3 separate regions of the Gossypium arboreum genome follow, and regions 2 and 3 are each linked to region 1. The links are chromatin contacts, called in public Hi-C maps. All regions are on one chromosome and are shown on one strand. Each heading gives the region's core, a stretch centred on a gene start, on an enhancer-like site or on the middle of the called end of the contact. The rest is flanking DNA. Distances are from core to core; before and after follow the strand shown.

What was found. A called contact is a pair of places that touch in the nucleus more often than the background predicts.
Region 2: a contact with region 1 is called in a Hi-C map of leaf, with 4 times the contacts expected there. The contact joins two enhancer-like sites. A contact is called at or near these places in 2 of 5 Hi-C or Micro-C datasets (both in leaf).
Region 3: a contact with region 1 is called in a Hi-C map of leaf, with 2.4 times the contacts expected there. The contact joins the promoter of LOC108486133 here to the enhancer-like site in region 1. A contact is called at or near these places in 2 of 5 Hi-C or Micro-C datasets (both in leaf).

Annotation. Positions count from the first base shown.
Region 1 is chr2:28,271,704-28,275,820 of ASM2569848v2, forward strand. No RefSeq gene overlaps it. Among protein-coding and RNA genes, the nearest start is that of LOC108466411, 53 kb to the right of the region's middle. Within about 2 kb of position 2,083, at least 2 of the 2 cell types and tissues checked have an H3K27ac peak or open chromatin away from gene starts, as enhancers often do. A contact at or near this core is called in leaf, where this site is marked.
Region 2 is chr2:28,441,221-28,445,153 of ASM2569848v2, forward strand. No RefSeq gene overlaps it. Among protein-coding and RNA genes, the nearest start is that of LOC108466410, 5.3 kb to the right of the region's middle. Within about 2 kb of position 1,376, at least 2 of the 2 cell types and tissues checked have an H3K27ac peak or open chromatin away from gene starts, as enhancers often do. A contact at or near this core is called in leaf, where this site is marked.
Region 3 is chr2:28,046,733-28,050,755 of ASM2569848v2, forward strand. It overlaps LOC108486133 (lysM domain receptor-like kinase 3), which reads right to left and starts at 1,660. Exons shown (of 11, transcript XM_017789976.2): 1 at 343-1,660. The coding sequence starts at 958.

The DNA.
Region 1 (4,117 bases), core at 833-3,332:
TTGATTTTTTATCCTCTTCAGAGAAGGTTTTTTTGGGTAAAATATTTGTATTTGATCTTTTCAATTTCTTTGTTATTTTACTTGTTCGTTGCTTACACGGGTTTATCTCCAATATTATTAATACCAGAAACTCTATCTCACACATATCCGTGTAAAAACTATGTATTTAAAAACATATTTATGTTTAAAAATAACATGCTATAAATTATTAAATGTATGATTTGAAAGTAATTAATTTTAATAACACATAAAATATATACGATATTAAAAGAGGATTTAGATTAAATTATATGTAAAATGGAATTTAAACATATGAATACATCAATTAAGATTACTAAATGTATACAATTATTTATCATGGTATTGTCATCAATTTTAAGTTGGTGTTGAGTTAATTTGTAACACTATCTTAATCAATAATATTATTAATATATACAACTGGTAGAGGTACAAAGTGTGGATAATAAAATTAAAATATATCAAAATAAAATTTTGGTTCACGGGTAAATTTTAGGTTTTGCTAACCCAATTGGCTTGGGTTCAAAACCCATCATATAAATATTTTTATTGTTTTTAAAAATAAAAAACTAAAGTGCCCTCAAATAATATAATTTATTTTAAATGCAAATGGACATTAAAGTAATTTCCCTAACTGAGTTGGGATCCAGTTGATGAGTCACACTAACTTAGTGAAGGGCTTTATAAATAGTAAGTATATTATACAACTAATAGTGACAATAAATTGTGCTTATTAAAATAAAATGTATAAAATACATTAAAATGAATTTTTAGTTCAAGGATAAATTTAAGTTTTTAATAAAACAATTGGTATAGATTCAAATCTCACTATATGAATATTTTTATTGATTTTTATTAAACTGAAAAGATTAAAATGTTTTCAAATAATATAACTCATTTTAATTATAGAAAGACATTTTTGTAATTTTTTAACCGAGTTGGTGTCCAATTAACTTGTGACACCAACTCTATCAACTTAAATAATATTATATAGATAAATATATAACCGATGAAGATAATAAGATAAAAAATGTGCATATTAAAATAAGTGTATAAACTAATTAAAATAATGCATAATTGCAAAAAAAAAAAACCCTCAACGTTTGGGGGCTTTTGGTTTTGTGCCCTTGATCTTTTTAATTTTTGATTGACACCCTCAACATCACGATTTTTTAAGAAATCAGCCCAGTTTTAATGGTCAACTCATGTTGACCGTTAATCAAGATGTAGGTCAACATAATAACTCATGTGGCATGCCACATAAGTGCACGACGTCATAGATGACGCCATCTATTTAACAAAATTTTTTCTCTCATTTTCTATCTTGCCAAACACCACTTTTTTCTTCAAAACACATGGTTGCTGCCCATTTTTTTCCTCTTATTTTCTCTCTTGTCAAACACCATTTTTCTTCTCCAAAACATATGATTGACTCATTTCATCTACAAGAATCAACCCTTTCATCGACCCATAACCATCCACACCCTATTCTTCCTTGGTCATATCACTTAAAACCTCCTTTGATGGTGAAAATATTGGCGTAGGAAGAACAGCGGGCGTCACAGGACATGGCGACATTAAAGATGCTATTCCACCTGACTTTTTCGCTTGGATTATAAACGAAGTCGTACTCCGTGGAGTGTAAGGAGCAAAACAGTTGTTGCTATTATTGAATTTCTTCTTGTTGCCATAGAATTTTTTGGCTTTTAACATATTCTGATTTTGAAGCTCCTTAAGAGTTGAAGGTTTATATCCTTGAGTATTACTACCGGAAGCAGTGGAAACAGAAGAAATAGCAGAAACAGAACCCATGGTTAAAGGCTAATTCTTGAACTTCCAAGAATTTTTACTGAATGAAACTTTTTTCCCTTCCAATTGTTATTACGATTGAAAAAAGAGAATTTCTTGTTAGGGTTAGGGTTAGGGTTTTGGTTTGGGTCCTAAGATTGCCAAAGCTTGTAGCTTCGATTCAACATCATCAGAGGTGGTGGTTGAGTCATCATCTGAGGACTGGAGTTTATAGGCTGCGACTGAGACACCTCCAATTGATTCATCGCCTGAGAGTTGGCCGCCGACGCCATCAACTAATGAGACCGATTCATCATCTGCGGCTAAACTGAAACTTGGACCTGAACTGTGTTCATCATCATTTGTGGTGGATGATTCATCATCTGAGCCTGATCGTTCATTTTCTTTTATAAAATAAAATGAAAAATGAAATCAAAGAAATCCGAAGAAAAAAAAGAAACCCTAATTTTTCAGTTTTAGAATTGAAATTTGCAGCGAGATCAAACGGTTTACTACTAATCTGTTAATTTCCTTTTGGTTCTTTTAGTTTTCCTCAATCTAAAAATGAAAATTAAGAAAGAAAATGAGAGAAAATTTTGTTAAATAGATGACTTCATCTATCACGTCATGTGCTTATGTGGCATGCTACATGGGCTATTATGTTGACCGTTAAAACTGGGTTGATTTCTTAAAAAAAATTATAATGTTGAGGGTATTAATCAAAAAATAAAAAGGTCAAAGGCACAAAACCAAAACCCCCAAACGTTGAGGTTTTTTTTTTTACAATTATACCTTAAAATAATGTTTTGGTTAAGTGGTAGATTTAAGGTTTTACTAATATAATTGGCACTGGTTTAAATCTCATCATATGTATATTTTTATTGGTCTTTATTGAAATAAAAAGACTAAAATGTCCTCAAATAATATAACTTATTTCAATTAAGAAATGACATTTTCGTAATTTTTCTAACCGAGTTGGTGCTTGGTTAACTCGTGACACCAACTTAGTTAAAAACTTAAATAATAGTATAGAAACACAAATTTGGTGAGAAAAACATTTTATATTAAAATTTTATTTTTTTAAGTTTTATATTAAAAGTTTATTTTTTAAGTTTATTTAAGAATTATTAATAGTATAGTGGTAAAGAATTTGTTCTTAAAGTCATTAAACATAGGTTTAATTTCTAGACATATTAATTTTAGTTCTTTTATTCTAAAACTATAAAATAGTATGAAAAGATAAAAGGTCATGAAAATAATAATACTAGTCATTTAATAAAAATGTATATTAGTCATTTCCTAACCGATTTTGTACATGGTTAACTCATGATACCAACTCATGATGCCAACTTTGACAGAAATTTTATTAATAGTATAGATTTTAATTTTTAATTTTTTTTTGTAATTTTCTTCGTATTTACTCATGAGATCAATTATAAATTATTTAAAATAAATAAAAATAATATATAGTAGTAAATTAGCAGTTGAAATCTCCACAGCGATTCACTTATTCTTGAGTTTGGGTGCAAAATGGGGTGGATGGTGCTTTGGCGGGAGCCTTAATGAAAGAACCATCTCACTGCACTATTTTGGGCTTCTTCGAATCTCATGTTATTTAAGGCCATTTAAGCCCAAATGTTTGGGCTTGAACAAGTAATGAGATTCCTTTCCTCGTTTTAAACTAATCATAGTAAGGCAGAAAATTAATTTCAGTCCCTTAACATTTACTTCTTTTATCATTTTGGACTTTTTTTAATCACTTTAACCTTTAACCTTTAAATTTAGTCTAATTATTTTTTCAGAAAAATTGATTAAATTGTTAAAATTTTAATGGCACATATGTGTACTTTATTGCGACATTGATAATTTTTTTAAAAAAGTTATATGAATTTTTTGAATTTTAATATATTTTTAATTTTTATAAAGTCACACGTGAATTACCATGTGAATTTCCACGTTAGTTTTGTTAAAATTTTATTAGTTCGGTTAATTTTTCATCCAAAAATTATTTTGACTTAAATTTTAAAGGTTTTTCTTGTCAAAGTGATCCAAAAATAATAATATGCACTAAAGTGAAAAAAAGATAAACGTTAGGAGCTAAATTTAGCATTATTCTAAATAATAATGTGTTCTTTTGAAAAAAATCATTTTGAATAATATTTAATATTTTCTCATGCTAGTTTTACCCAAAAGAAAATTTAAAAATGATTTATTGGTCAACAAAAATAAAGCTAATTTTTCATAAAATAACTCATTATATGTAACATGAATCGAGCTAAATAAATTATATTAATAATATATTTTAATTTTA
Region 2 (3,933 bases), core at 126-2,625, 170 kb after region 1:
AACTCATCCCGCACATCAATCTCTAATTGAATTAACCAAGTAGAGATAGAATGATCCAAGTCCTTTTGGATAGTAGAGAGCAATCTCATAAGACGTTTTTTACGAGAGCCTGTAAAACCATAAACAGACATGTTCTATTCTTTAACATGAGAAGTAAATTCAGAAAGAGAACTAGCTATATTACCCAAGAATTACCACTTATCTTTCACCAAGGAGGGAAAATTAGCATGCTTCGTCCAACCTGTTAAGAACCTAAAAGGTCTCACTGTAGCCAAGCTAATATTCAGATTAGTCGTTAAGAGAATGGGCCTATGATCAGACTTAATCCTCGGTAGATAAGAAACAATGCATTGTGGGAAAGCCAAAATCCATGAATCATTTGCCAATGCTCGATCCAATCTCTTCAACATGTCAGCTTTTTGCCAAGTAAAGGATAGGCCAATGAATCCTGAATCCTGCAAATTACAAGAATCTACAAATTTTCCAAAAAAAATTACATCTCTTCCCTATGGCATAAATACTTTTTTTTATTGTTAGGTGATAGAATAATATTAAAGTCACCCATAATTAAACATGGAAAAGAATCATGAGGTAAAGCAACTTTCAAAGCTTCCCAAAGTACCTTATTTTTCCTCCTGTCTGGACTACCATAAACAAAAGATATAAAAATGATATTAGTATAAACGTTACCAGATACACAAAGAAGAATGAACTATGGGTGATTTTGGATAATTCAAATCCGAATAGATTCCTTCCAACCCACCCAAATTCCTCTTGAAAATCCAACAGCTTCAACTTGGTGAAAATTAAAAAATCCAATTTTTCAATGATAAAATTAGCCTATTACCACTTAATATCGGCTCTAACAAGCACACAATATCCGAACCATATTCGATATTATATTCACGAAAAACACGAATAAATTTACTGCTAGCGCAACCTTGACAATTCTACGAAAAAATCGTCAGATTTAAATCTATATAAATTAATATAGACAAATAATAAAAATAAAACCACCAAAACCTTACTGTTTAGGGAATTCTCCCTTATCCTGTTGCCCGATCTTTAGTGTTGGGCCACCTAAACCCAAAGCTTTCGTGGACTGAGAAGAAATGGATTCCGCCAAATGGGCCACTAATTCCTACAACAAAACCTTGGAGTCTCCCACCATTTTGAATCTGTTACCCTTTCTAAGATTAATTTTGTTGAGTGATTTTGAAAGACGTGAACCCCCATGTTTCTCCCCTGAAAATTTCCCTGCAACCCGATCTTTTCTTTTCCGCGAACTCACGTCGGAGGTCCCTTCCCTTTAGTTACTGGTGAATGCTCTTTGTGGTTCTTTGAAAGTGACCATCGAATGCCTGCGGGAATCGAGGCCATCACCCGCATTAGAGACCGTGACGTCAACAACTCTTTCCGACGGAAGCCTCGCCTATTCCATATTCTCCGATTTATTTCCATCACCAGCTATGTGCGAATGAGAGTCCGAACCATCGTTTCCACCATCCGCGATCCGACCTTGATTTCCATAAGCAACCAGGTTTCTGATAAGCTTACCAGATACTTCCATAACCCGGTCTGGCACAGCCATTATTTTGTTCTCACCCGGCCCACTATTCGACCTGTTTTCTTGTCCCGATGTGCTATCTTTCAGCAAGCTACTTCCCCTTAGGCCTTTGAATGCCCCATTAAAAGTTGTTCTTGGGTCAATTACCAGGTTGCTAGACGAAACCAGCCCATTATCTAACCCACCAGCATTATTAGAGGACTTCGAAGGGCCTGCCACATTTTTAAGACCCAACACATTAATTGTGTCTCTACTTCGGCTACTAAAGTGGCTCACATTATACATACCAGCCCCAGCACCTTGGTTTCCTTCAATTACTGTTTCTTTCCCCTTTCTTTGTCGTGTATCCTGAATTTCCTCGTTCTTCCCAGATTTAATGACAACGTTACTTTCCTTTTCTATCAATGCCATAAGACGGGAACCTTCATTTTTCTTTTCCGTAATTCTAGACCCTGAGTTCGCTGAATCCCTTGATTTCTTGCGGGATCTCTTTTCCACCAACATCCACGGGTCGTAACCATCGCTTTTCTCCCCCGTTTCATCGACAACCATGCTCACAGCCTCCGTCAAAGATTCTGATGAAGGCATCGTTCTTCCAGAATTGGGTTCAGGGACCCTAAAAGGACAAATTTCTTTTACATGACCAAACTATCCATAGTGGAAACAGACCGTTGGTAAGAGTTCGTACTCGACCCTCTATATTTTCCCGTTGATTAAGACTTGGGACGCCAACGGTTTATCCAAGGTAACATACACAGCCATACGGACGAATTGACCTCTAATCCTATTGTCTGTGTTCATATCCAGTTGGGCAATCTTTTCAATTAACCCTCTATTTCTGTCAGAATTTTCCTCGTAAAATTATCCTGGTAAGCCCGAAAGTCTTATCCACGAGATTACGACACTAGGAAATGTTTGTGCTGGGTTAAAAGATATTGACCAAGGTCTAACTGTCAGGTATTATCCAAAAATGATCCAAGGTCCTTCTGAGAGCACCTTTTCACAATCCATTTTGTTTTTGAAATTTAGCCAAGAAGTAGCCATTCTCAATATCCATCAACTGGAACGGGGACGATGGCTTCCATAAACTGTAAATTTTATTATGTAACACCGAGTATCCAATGTTAGGTCCCAAAAGCTTCAGAACCATATTGTTTTCCATATCTTGAATAAGAATCTGGTGAATTCTATCAGAGAATTCGATTGAAGAAGTGCCATTAATTACCGACTTCTGAATATCTCCTTCCAGTAACTCAAATTCCTCCTCCTCTAAACCTTTCCTTCCAAGAAATAACTAGTACGTTCGTTAGATCCACCAACACTTCTCTGTTCACACTTTCATCATTATCCCTAAACTAAACTTTTTTAGGGATTAAATCATCCATCGAACCACCTTCAGAACCAGAATTTTCACAAAAAGAATCCATGCAAGAATTTTTCAAAAAAAAAAAATGATACATATGCAAATTTAGATCAATTAATCTTCTCAAAGAGCTTCAGCTTTACTTTAGAATTTTCATTTTCGTAAAAACTCAATTTTCATTAAATTGGTGCATATGTAAAATGTCAATCTATATTGCTTTATATTATCTTTAATAAAAAAATAGTTTCTAATGGTCAATTTTTTCATTAAAAGAATTTCTGAAAACTAATACACCGAAATTTTAACCTTTATACAAGGAAATAAAAATAGAAACTGAGATTTTTTTTTTTTGAACAGATTAACTGAAATAAAAGGAAAGAATCTCATCACAACCAAAGGAGTTAATTGCAACATAAACACTTTGGTCTTTTTCATTTTTTTTTTTTTACAGGGCTTTCGCTATTTGTAGTTTCCTCATTAACCCCTATAATTTTGCTAGGTTTGTAATTTCCTCATTAGTCCCTATTTGTAACTTAAAACATTTTATTAAGGAAATAGTTTAATTGCTTTTCTTATTAAGTTTTTTTAATGAATATATAATAATATTTATTTATTATTAGTCTCTCAATAATTTTTTCAGAGAAATTAAAATGGATAGACTAAAGAGGGTGCAAGGAATTTGCACTTAAAATTTGTCATTAGTTTTGTACTTTTCAAAAATTGGAAAATTAGTCTATGTACTTTTATTTTATAAAATTTAGTATTTCTACTTTTCAAATTTTAAAATTCAAGTTTAATTGTAACACTGTTAAATTTTTTATTAAATTTAAGTTAATTACAACATTATTTTTATTTACATGACTACTAAATGAGTATTTTTTTCAAAATACCACAACAATAAATTTTAAAAATTAATAATATTAATAATTAGAATTGAATTTTAAAATTTTAAAATAAATTAATAAAATTTCTTAAAAATAAAAATATAAGGAATAAATTCTAA
Region 3 (4,023 bases), core at 410-2,909, 230 kb before region 1:
TATCCGAAATCCATGACATTACCACCTTCCCTCAAAGTTCACATTATGACTTCAGATAGAAACCAAGTAGGCTCCAGTTCCAAGTCCTTAGTATACCTAATTATAAACTATGGGCAAAAATCTTATTTTACCAACTTTGTTAACTCCTGTATTTGCAAAACTTAAAGAGTTCTCAGAAACTATGCAATTATCATCAAAATCATAAATGCCCATCTCTTGAAAAGCAACTCAATATGGATATCTCCAAACAAATAGCATTCCTCATGCAAATTCCTAAGAAACCACACACAGAAAATGGTGAAAAGAATAAACAGAAAAAATTAAATGATTTTTGAGGCAAACCTGAATTCAAGGGAATATAGTACAAAGCACCAACAGTGACATTATCAGGATTTGAAATCCCATTAACTTGCTCAATACTATCCATGCTAACCCCAAATCTACTAGCTAAAGATTGCACACTGTCCCCATCTTTCATCACATAACTCATCAAGTAGTTCCACAAACTACTTGAACACCCACAAAACAGCCTCAAAGACACCACAGCTCCAATCCTTGCCGGCCTGCTAACATTTGGAACCATTGCAAGCCTATCATAAGCCTCTAAAATCATGTCATAAACATACCCTTGATTTGATCTCACTGTAAAGGTTGTGTTTGTTGCATAATTCTTGGAGGATGTCAAGCAAGAACAGTTCTTTTTTATGAATATGTAGCCATGGCTGTCCTCTCCTTCAACTGTAATGTCTTGTGGTATCACATCAAACATGCTCTGGATCACTGCTAGACTTTGGTTTCCCTGCGGCTTAAAAGCCAAAAAAGATGTGCATAATCTTGATGTGTCCGTACAATTCATGGGTATTGTAGCAGAAGAAGAATCCAAGGCATTGAGGGTTTGAACAATAAGAAGAAAGATTAATGGTAGAAGAATCCCAAATTGTGAAACCTTAGGATCCATTTTTCTTGTTTCTAACAAAAAAAAAAAAAAGAAAAGTTTGAAACTTTGAGCTAAAATTAAGTGCAAAAAATAGATAAAAAATAGAGTTTGATCAAACAACTCGGCCTAAAAGGGTTAACACAAAAAAGTTTAGGACTAGATAGAGAGAAAACTAGATCAAACATAAATTAGACTTGATAAAAGTTTGAGCAAGGTTTAGCTTTTGCTGTAAATGATGAGCAAGAAGTATGAATCTAAAACAAAATCAGACAAAGAGAAGCAAAGGGTCAGTGAAGAAACTAGAGCTAAGTTCACGAAAATCCTGGCTTTTACTATTTCTTTTCCTTGAAGAGGTTAAAGAAAATGGTAGATTTAGATAGATGGTAGTAAAAAAAGAAGCTCAAAGAAAATATATTGGAAGATTAGAGGGAAAATGAAAGTGAGATTTTTGCTAAGCAAAAATGGAAGGTGGGGATTTAAGCTTCAAATTTTAAGGAGGTTTGAAGGACACAAGTAGAAAGGAATGAGATGACTCTAAACAGAGCATGTTCGACTGTTTTTATTTTTCTTTTTCTTTTTTTCCCTCTGTTGCGGTTGGTAACTCCTTAATTCAGTCCTTCACTGTAAAAAGGGAAAGGGAGTCTCAAATACATACAAACAGGAAGCCATCCCCATCCACTTTCATAGCTATTTGCTGCCCCGCACTGCCCTGCCCTGCCCACCTTTCCTTGAATATTTTCGTTTTTTTTATTTCTAACAAAGTTTGTCCATTTTAATTAAGTTTAATTATAAAAAATTATAAATTATTAAAATAATAAAATTATATTTTTTATTATCGTAAAAATATATTATTAAAATCGAATCTTTCTCAAATTTTCAGACTTTGCTCCGGCACACATACATATATTTATATGAATAGAAAATTAATACAATACTCATGATATGTGTTAATTCTTGATTATATTGATGAAGTTAATTGTTTAATATATTTGTGTTTTATGTTTAAAATTTATTATGATTAAAATTTTAATAATTTATAATAATTTCATTTACATATGAAAATTTATTCTAATAACTGAATTAATGCTTAATTATCTTACTATACCAAGTCAATAAAAATAAAAATATAAACTAAATCAAATTTATATATTTTAAAAATGAGGATAATATAAAATGCAGTAAAATTTCGAAAAAATACTTAAATTTCTATGATTCAACTAAAAAGAATAAAAAGTATTTATTAAATTTATTGTCAAATCAACTGAATTTCTTTCATTCAAAGTGCATTTTGCAATTGTCTACGGAATACTTCAGAAATGGTATTAAAAATGTAGTACTTTCACTAAATATTTTTAAACCCACTTTTATTCTAAATTAATTTCTAAATTTTAAATTATTCTAATAAAATTCTTAAAGCATCTCGGTTATATTAATTAGATTCTTTTATTATTAAAATTGTTAATTTAACTATTAAATTATATATTAAATTTTATGTAACATCATTTTAAATAAAACATTATAAAAATATTTTAAAAATCTAATCTTAAAATTTTCGAATCTTTTATAAAACTTTTATCTTACATTTCTTTTTTATTATTTACAAGATACAAATATGATATAACAAAATACATAAATCTCTCTCACACACAAGAAACACTCAAAAGGATTGGAAGGGTAAATTGGGAAATAAAATTCACGGGGCATTGAGTGTTGGGAAAAGGATTGGCACAAGTTGTGAAGAGCTGGAATTGAGAAAGATAGTTGGTTGGGCCCCGCAATTAGGCGCCATTTTTATAAGATTGATCGCCGATCATTTCCCAAACTGATCGCCTTACTTACCTCACTTATCCACACTTTCACGTTGTCGAAGTCAATCGTTGCACATTTCAAACACCTTCGCTTGTAAGGTTTGACTCAATTTGACCATTAATTTGCTATCCTTTCGAATGATTAATATAACCTTCCATTATAATATATTGTTGGTATCATCTATATTCTATATTATAGATAATAAGGTGCTTAAATTCTAATTGTTTAAAAATAAATATTGTCTATTATTTAAATTTCAAAATTAATATTTTCTAAATTGACTGTAATTAAATTTATTTATTATCTTTTAAAGAAGGTTAAAATTGGACATTTGAATATATTTCTAAAGAAGAATATATAGAAAGAGATCGAACGAGCGACATTTACTTACAATTAATGGTTGTATTTTTTTTTTTAAAAAAGTTTGGTGATAAAACCTTTGAATTTGTTTGACTTCTTTTACCCTCCAATTGCTTAACAAAGATTTTATAATTGAAGTGGGATATTAGTTTTAAAAAGAAATTAAAAAGACCTTTGGCTTCAACTCGATTTTTTGAAGGGAGTGGAATAATCGGGGAGTAAGGTTTGACTTGGTAGGCCCGCACGTGGACAAGCGACAACTGTAAACCCATAATTAACACAAGAAAAAGATAATAATAGTAATAATATAAGGTGGGAGAGACAGAGAGACGTAACCTGGAGCAAACGCCAAAAGATCCCCCACACACAGCCATAAATTAACTTGTTTTCATTTATTAAACTAAGATCCTTTCCTTTTTTGTTTTATTTCTCCAATATTATAAAAATGTATAATGATTTATTTAATTTTTAATTTTATAAAAAATTATTTTAACTCTCTATTTTTTTTTATCTCTTTTAACTCTTAAACTTGCATTATTCGTCAAATCAATCTAAAATATATGAAAAAATTAACATCAGTTAACTTTACTGACGTGACATACATATACACGTGGCATAACTAGTGTTAACATACATCAACTTTTTTATTCAGTTTGAAGTGATTTAATAAACAACTAAAATTTAAGGACTAAAAGAGACAAAATTAAACAAATGACTAAAATTACATTTTTTTCTTAAGATGAAAGGTAAAATAAGTCATTATACCTTACAAAAAAAAACTTTTGTTGATACAAGATATGATGTTGGAGCTGATTCGCACAATGTGTTGAAAATCACTAGTGTTGATTTAGGAGTATTTAGAGAATTGTTGTCAGATTTAGGCAAAAACATCGATAATGCAATGGAAAATTTGGCTT